2 separate regions of the Rattus norvegicus genome follow, and region 1 is linked to region 2. Evidence: chromatin contacts called from public Hi-C data. All regions are on one chromosome and are shown on one strand. The core of a region is the stretch at or near the end of the contact, and the rest is flanking DNA. Distances in the headings are between cores, read along the strand shown.

The links. A called contact is a pair of places that touch in the nucleus more often than the background predicts.
Region 1: a Hi-C map of liver shows a contact between it and region 2, with 2.5 times the contacts expected there. The contact joins two enhancer-like sites. A contact is called at or near these places in 3 of 12 Hi-C or Micro-C datasets (liver and mammary epithelial cells).

The regions. Positions count from the first base shown.
Region 1 is chr3:165,412,306-165,416,351 of GRCr8, forward strand. It overlaps a transcript of Epb41l1 not described here. Among named protein-coding and RNA genes, the nearest start is that of Epb41l1, 30 kb to the right of the region's middle. Within about 2 kb of position 2,671, at least 10 of the 93 cell types and tissues checked have an H3K27ac peak or open chromatin away from gene starts, as enhancers often do. A contact at or near this core is called in liver, where this site is marked.
Region 2 is chr3:165,359,772-165,363,899 of GRCr8, forward strand. No RefSeq gene overlaps it. Among named protein-coding and RNA genes, the nearest start is that of Scand1, 82 kb to the left of the region's middle. Within about 2 kb of position 1,865, at least 92 of the 93 cell types and tissues checked have an H3K27ac peak or open chromatin away from gene starts, as enhancers often do. A contact at or near this core is called in liver, where this site is marked.

The DNA.
Region 1 (4,046 bases), core at 1,421-3,920, 53 kb after region 2:
AGTTTTATAGAGCTAGCATAGATTCCTCCCCACCACCAACCACCATTTAACCTTTGCTTCAGTAAGGCTTGACTGAATGCTTTTTCTACCATTTGCACAGCCACTGGAGATGTGCCATTTAACACGAACAGCCGTCTCTTTCTTCCAGTAGTCTGGAGACTTCTGACAAACAACTGAGATAATGTGCTTGGTGCTGGGAGGTGCACACAGGGACTGTGAGTACCCATGTGGGAACCCAGACTTGAGGAGAGCAAGGTAACTACTGCCCAGGAGGAAGACAGCTAACTGGGCCTGAACGGAGAGAAAGCGTAGCCACGTGGCGGGTCTGGTGAACAGGGGACTGGCCCCACCTACCCAGTTGTGTCCCCTTTCTAGTAGTTACTATTGCAAGAGTCAGTGAGGTGACCACATTAACTCAGAGATACATCATGCTTGAGGGAGTTACTTCAACGAATTGGTGTGCTGCTTCTTGAGCAGTGGATTATGGACCTTGTGCTCCATCCAGACTCAGGCCTGAGTGGGGACCTCATTCTGCTACTGGGAGTTTCTGTGAGATGCTTTTTCCCTCTGTGCCTTAATTGGCGCATCTGTGAAATGGAGTCGGTGATCTTCACTTCCGTGAGAGCATAGGCAACTGTAAAACTACTATTTACCTGATGCAGTTGTCAGTCTCCAAGGCTTACAGCCTCAGTCTGTTAACCTAAGCCCAGTCCTGGAGGCTTCCAGCCTCTGATCAATCTTACCTAGACCTAGTAAGCCTCTGAGACTCACTGCTGAATAAGCTCACCCTTTTTAGCTCTTTCTGAACTCTGGCTGGCTGGTTCAACTCGGCTGTTCTGACTCAAACTCTTCTCCAAACTGACTAATTCAATCTGGCTTCTCTTAGTTTCTGACTGAATTGCTGTGCTTGGCCTCATACTAACTCTGGCAATCTTTTGTAATCTTCTGGAGCCTTCTCATTCTCTGACTTATTCTGTCTTCACCCGTGTCTAGCTTGTTGCCTCCTTTCGCTCTGGCTCTCTCGCTCTCTCTCCCTCTCTCCCTCTCTCTGAACTACTCCTTCTTGTGCTGCCTCTCTTTAATACTGTGCCTGGCGCACAGTGAGTGAGTCATACTACTGTGTAGTTAGAACCGTGATGGTGATTGATATTTAGATATGAGGATCTGGGGGGGCCAGTGAGGCCAGTGATGGCCGTGCTATTGTTTGTAATTTCATGTGTTTGGCACTTGGCAGTTCACAGATCAAGTGCCAATCCATCACGGTCCATGCCTTTCTGAAGAGTCAGTCCTTAAGGGAACCGGGAGGCTGCAGCATCTCCGTTGTACAGTGGCTCCTCATGGTTTCAGCTTGGGTCTCCCTGCCTTGAAAACTCCTGTCAAGGGGCTAAGGGACCTGCCAGTGGGAGCTCCACAGGGCAGGGTGGTTTTCACCCTGTGAATGTTGGAGAGTGAGTGAGTACCACAGAACAGAAGCACACACAGGCCGGAAGTTCAGTGTGGTTGGGGCAGCCGGCTTTCCTGGACCTTGGGAGCTCTGAGCCCAGGGTGTCTCTGTTTGTTTCCTAGTGAGGTATCTTTCAACACCTAGATTCAAACTTCTTCTTATCTGCTTCCTGCTTTCCCACTCCAAACCCCATAGCTGTGCCTAGGAAAGGACCCCGTCTCCGGCTGCTCCTTCGCTGAGCTTTAAGTCACACGCACGCATGTTCCTTGAGCTTTTACCACACGTGAGCGTCCTGTATGCCGGAGTGTAGGAAGTGATCGAATGAGTAAACATGCTGTATTTATGTCCCCAGGAGTCAAGTGCTGGCATGGTACCTCTGGGTGCTGGTTTTAAGGTGGGGCTTTTGAGGGTGAAGTCTCCTCCCCTGTGAACAGCATGCTTGCCTGCTCTTAGGAAAGATCCTGGAGAGCCTGCCTGTTCTTCTGTCATGTGGGGACATGCTGGAAGGTGCCAGAAAGTGCCAGAAAGTAGAGTTCTTAGCAGACACTACATCTGCTGCCACCTTGATCTCAGACATCCTAGTCTTTGGAAGCGGGAGGCGCAAAGCCAGCTGTGGATGGTATTTTTGTACAGCAGTAACCCTCAGGGACTGGCAAGGCCTGGGTGGTAAAATGAATAGAGCTTCCAGGGATAGTGAGGAAGGGGTCTCTTGGTTCTGTGGTGCGAAGGGCGATTTTTGAATTTAGAAAAATACCTCTCCTGTGAGAGTTGGGGAGTCCTGGGAAGTCAGTCTTAGGCTGTGGTCCCATCTCTGCCATGGTCTTGGTGTGTGACCTTAGACCAGTCAATGCTTGTCTCAGGTCTTCTCAATCTTCTGTATGAAGATTTGGGTTGAGATGGGAGACGGCCCCTCGAATCTGTGAGACACACATGTTCACAGGAGCCCAGCCTTTTAACAAAGCCTTTCTTGCCTAGCAGGGGCTTCTTGGTTCCATAGGCTCTCGGGTGGTTCCTGTCATTTTACCACCTTCCCTGCCTTCTGTCTTGTTTGTCAGACGAACCTCTGCTTTCCTGCATAGTGACACAGCTAGACAGTAGGTTGACTGTCCCAAGGGGAGGGGCATGGAGGGCGGCCCTGGTTAGTCCTGATACACAGCATTCCAGTGTTAGGAAGCTCAGCGGTGAGGTGAGCACCAACCTGACCCCAGGCAGTGAAAGACCTTGGGGCTGGGCTGGCAGATTGGGAGGAGCCTCTCTGTCTTTCCGGTCCCAGGCTCCTGCTGTCTGCTGCCTTACCTGCTCCTGCTGATCTGGGCTTTGGCCCTGACAACGGGACCGGTTTGGCAGGTTTCACCACACCCGTGGGCAATTGGAGGTTGTGGCTGGGGCAGGCCAGGCCAGAGGAAGCAATGCTGCCCTGCCCTTGACACCCCCCCCCCCACAACCCCCGATCCCAACCTCCCCTCAGCTACCTTCTCCACCGGGGCTGGGCACTTCCTCAGCCCCATCACTGTGGGTAAGTCTAGTCATTTTTTTGGAGGTGAGTTTCCTCATCTGTGTGCCTTTGGCCTCAGTGATCTTGTCATTCTGTTATTCTAGCTAGAGCTTTGCCTTGCCTCTCTCTGGTCTTGGACAAGCTGTGAAGTGTTTGATGGTCCGAGGTTTCCAATAAGACAACAAAGGCTTCATATCTCACTGGCTTCCGGCAGATTGTAGGATTAGCTAATGTCCTAGTGAGCATTAAGTGTCTTTGGGAAGTAGCTTCTTTTAGTCCTGTTGCCCTCTCAAAAGCGCTCTGTGTACAGGGTGGGAGGGCTCTCCCTAGGCCCCACCCCTACTCACTTACCCAGCTCAAGATTGCCAAGAGCCTGGCTTTCCCAGCATTCTCATGGGTGCCAGGTCTTGATCTGCAGTCAACAACCCAGTGGGCAGTTTAGGGGGAGGGGAGAACAGCTCATCTCGGCTGCAGTCCCCAAGTAAGCTGGGCCCCCTCCCTGGACCACAGTTTCTCTGACAAGGAAGAGTATACAGATTGCCTCTCCTGTCCTCAGAAAATTTGGGTTTGACATGTATAGGTTGGAAGAAGAAATGGGGATTAGAAGACGATATTTGGGGCTGGAGGGATGGCTAAGTGGTTAAGAGAATTGACTGCTCTTCCAGAGGTCCTGAGTTCAATTCCCAGGAACCACATGGTGGCTCACAACCATCTGTAATGGGATCTGATGCCCTCTTCTGGTGTGTCTGAAGACAGCTACAGTATCCTCACATACATTAAATAAATAATATATTAAAAAAAAAAAAAAAGAAGAAGAAGACGATATTCCTGGCCTGGCCAGGGATGAGGAGCCTGTTAAAGACAGGAGGAAACGGAAACTTGTATTTACCCAGCATTCCCCTGTGCTGGTACCATATTGTTACTTTGTACACATTACACCCTGACACCTATCCATGTGGCAGCCAGAGGGAAGACTTATAAAACACAAACCTGGACACTTCACCATCTCTTTTGTTTTTAGAATAAATTCTAAACCTCCCATGAAAGCTCTGAGGAAAGGGGATCCCCCCCAATATTTCTCCCCATTGGTTACTTAACTGAGCCACA
Region 2 (4,128 bases), core at 615-3,114:
CATGTGTAATGTCAGAAACAGCTGAACAAATTCCTATCCCCAAGTCATTTACAGAACAGTATTTTCTATGAATTCTAACTGGGTACACTAGGTACTAATTTACTACCTTGTCATACATTGGCAACCTCTTTAACATCTAAAGTCTACATGTTGAAAACTTTAGACATATTTGTCCACTATATACAGTATACATACAGCAAAACAAAATGCAAGTATATAGAAATGGCATCTGAAAAGGTCCCATAAACACTCACTACTACATGACTGCTGTCACTGCCTCCCAGCACCTCCTCCAAACCGGACTGGTCGGAGGGGCTCATCACTCCACTCCCAAAAGACAATGATTCATGAGTTTTTGCAAAAAGATATTTACAAAGTGGTATTTCACTACCTCTACATTTAACATACGTTGGGCACTTCTAAACATCTAGATAGACCAGATGTTTCAATAAGGACTGTTGTCCACTATGTACACAGCAGTCCAGTAAACGGCACACATGTAACAAGAGTAATTAAAAATTCTTTAACACAGGGGTTGGGGATTTAGCTCAGTGGCAGGGCACTTGCCTAGCAAGCGCAAGGCCCTCGGTTCGGTCCCCAGCTCCGAAAAAAAGAAAAAAAAAAAGAAAAAAAAAAGAAAAAAAATTCTTTAACACAAAATGTAAAAAAAAAAAAAAAAAGTGCATTGTTCCACTAATTCTACTTTGTCATACACTGGCAACCTCTTTGACATCTAGAGTGACTAGATGTTGTAAATTAGGACCCCTTTGTCCTTTACATACACTATGTACAGAGCAAAGCCAAACGAAACCGGACAGCGGTTCCCTTTCCACACACGGACCACAATGGTTTAGAACTCTGGATTTCCTTCTGGGAACCAGGGCACAAACACAATGCGGTCAACTCAGGAGAGGTCGGGCTATTCCTCTCCAAACACTATTTCAAATGAATCCTAACGAAAAGGTATTTACAGAAAAGGTTTTACTACTACTTATAAAATATGTCAGGCACTTCAGAGCAGCTAGAAAAACATTTCCAAAAAACCTGGCATTCTCAAACACACTCAAATACACACACACACAAACATGGTGGGGTGGGGGGTAAGAAATGAGGAATAAAATGCATACACAATACAATAGGAGAGGGAGAGAGAGAGAGAGAGAGAGAGAGAGAGAGAGAGAGAGAGAGAGAGAGAGAGAGAGAGACGTCTTCTTCACACGACTAATCTGGCTCCGGGACCTCTTCTTCCTCCTGCTGGGTCCTCTAAACTACTGAACAAACAGGAACCAGTGTCGCTCCTGGGTCTTTCTAGAGGCGGCCTCAACAATTCCACTTCAAAGTCACTTGTAGAAGACGAGTCTCCGATCTTCTTTTTATGACGCCTGGGTACACGCGTGTATTCTACCTCTACCCTACGTCGGCAATCTCTACAGCTACATGACCAGATTTAGCCAAAAGTCTGAAAAGGGTCGGGGGAAAGGTTGAGAGCAGCTTTTTCATATTATATACACAGGCCTTCTACGGCGGCAGGTAAGTCTTCGCCAGCGTTTCCGATTGGCCACAGGCGATTGTCGCGTCCCGGCTTCTCTTGGATGGAAGGAAGACCCGCGGCCCAACAATCGATCGTTCCTCTCGCCGCTATTCGGGGCCCTCTCACCTTCGTCCAGTCCCATCGAGGCCTCTGTTCATCCAGTTCTGAGCGCTCGTTCAGGGTCCGACCCCTCCCTGGGATGGCCGAGTGTTCTTGCGCAGACCCGCCGCCTCAGGCCGCAGAAGCCCCGAAGGGCCAGCCTTGGCTGTCAGGTGGTTGCCATTCTTCCCGCCATGCCATGCTCGCCGCCACCCGGAGATGTCCTCGAAGGCCTAGCTGGGGCTTCTCCGTGGCCCGACCTGGACAGTAGGGGGCCGGTGGAGTAGTGGAGGGCGCGCGCAGAGGCTGCCGCCATCCAGGCGCATCGCTGGCAAAAGAGTCCCTGCAGAATCGCGGCGTGGCCCCGCGGTGGCTGCCGCGAGGGTTCGGGCTTCTAGCGTCCGCAGGACAGGGACCGAGGCTGCTCCCGGGCCCCCCACGGGCCACCCGGCACAAGCCGAGGCCGTGGAGGGCCCGGGTGGAAGAAGGCCGCACTACCGAGCTCGACGCGCCCTATGCCGGAACTGACTTGGCAGTTCTCCTCGCCCAGACAGGAGCGGCACCGGAAGTCCCCACAAACACCACCGGAGAGCTACGGTTCCCCAACTGCAAGGTTCCGGCCAGGGGCGGAGTGTCCTTTGCAACAGTGGTGGAATACGATGGCGAAGGAGGGGGACGGGGTGGGAGTGAGGGTGGGGCTTTAAAAAAATCGCCTTACATCTTTTGTAGAGATCAGAAGGTCAGGAGAGAGAAAAAAAAAAAAAAGTGAAAAAGAAAAAGCCCGCACTAGCAGACCCTGTAATTTGTGATGCATTATATAAATAATTATAGCCAAACTCCTAAGGGCCTGACGTACTACACTAGGAACAGCTAGTCTCACTAGAAATGGTGTTATAAACTAATTACCTAGAAAGACAGAGAACTGCCTCCCTCTTATCTATTCAAATACAACCTCACAGTATTGTTCCATGAGAAGGCAAGTCAGCCCCTCCCCCAAGTCACCCCTCTCATACTGTTTCTGGCTACGGTGTGTGTGTCTCTTTCTCTGTGTGTCTGTCTGTCTGTATGTATGCATGTGTGTCTGTATGGGAGTTTTAGATGCCCTGGAACTGGAATTACAGACAACTGAACTGAATCATCTCTCCAGCCCTGTGGAACAAAGTCTTTAAGGAGGCAAGGAATAACCAGTCACAGAGTGTGGGTGAAGAACCTCCCTAACAGAAGAGAATAGCAAACAGTTAACAGACTACAAAACTAGACCTCATAGGCCTTACCTACTCCACAAACAGCAAAGGCCAGGGAAGAGAGGAGGGTCGGACCTGATCAATGTATGTAAGACAGAACTGAGAGCTACTGAAGGGCTTTGAGTTGCACCATGAAAGAGCTGAAGTGGGAACAAGGGCAGAAACCTTATAGCAGATGATTGCAGTCAAGCTGGTGATGTATGGTAAGGGCTTACACCGTAGTTCTCCTGACCCTGGTTTCCCTTTTTAGTTTTAACTACCTAGAGGTGAACTGCTTCTCAGAAATACTAAGTGGATAATTCCCCGAGTAGACAATGTGTAAGTTTTACATAGCCCATAGTTCATGATGCAATACTTCTCGGCCCCATACCATCCTTTCAGGATATGACGTGTCCCGTTGTTTAGTGCCTCCACTCACTGGTCAGTTATCAGACTATTAGCAAACCACACAGCAAGTTCCAGGTCAGCCAAGCCTGCATAATGAGCACTCCCCTGCCCCACAAAACACGCCACCAACACCACTTTCCTTGGGGCTGGAGAAATGGCTCAGCAGTTAGTACCTGCTCTATTGGTGGACTAGAGTTTGGATCCCAGCACCAACATCAGGAAGCACAAGATGCCTGGAACTATAAATAGAAGGAATCCAAAGACCGCTTTAGCTTACATTAACACACACACACACACACACACACACACACACACACACACACACACGAACACACCTACTCGCAGGCTGGAGAGATAACTCAGCAGTTAAGAGCACTGTCTGTTCTTCCAAAGGTCTTGAGTTCAGTCCCCAGCTACCACAGGGTAGCTCGCAACCATCTATAATGGGATCTGATGCCCTCTTCTGGCATGCAGGTGTACATGCAGATAGAGTATTACTACCTAAATAAAATAACAAATCTTTATTTAAAAAAAAAAAAGGACACACACACAGAGAATAAAATGTCATAAAACCCATTGCTTATTTAACAATGGTTCCAAAGAGCAATGCTAGTGGTGTTAGCAGATTGGATATCACAGAAAAGCTATGACGTGCTTCCTTTAGTGAAAAGGGTGAACTTTTCTATTTACTAAGGAAAGAAAGAAACCTGTATGTTGAAGTTGATGAGATCTAGAGTAGGAGCGAGCCCTCCCCCGACTGCTGTGCTGAGACTGGGCTTGCTTAGGATTCGCTCTGCCTGTCTAAGCTGAAGACTCTGTTGTAGACATAAACGGGACTCAGTCAGAAAGACCTTCCTGATGGGAAGC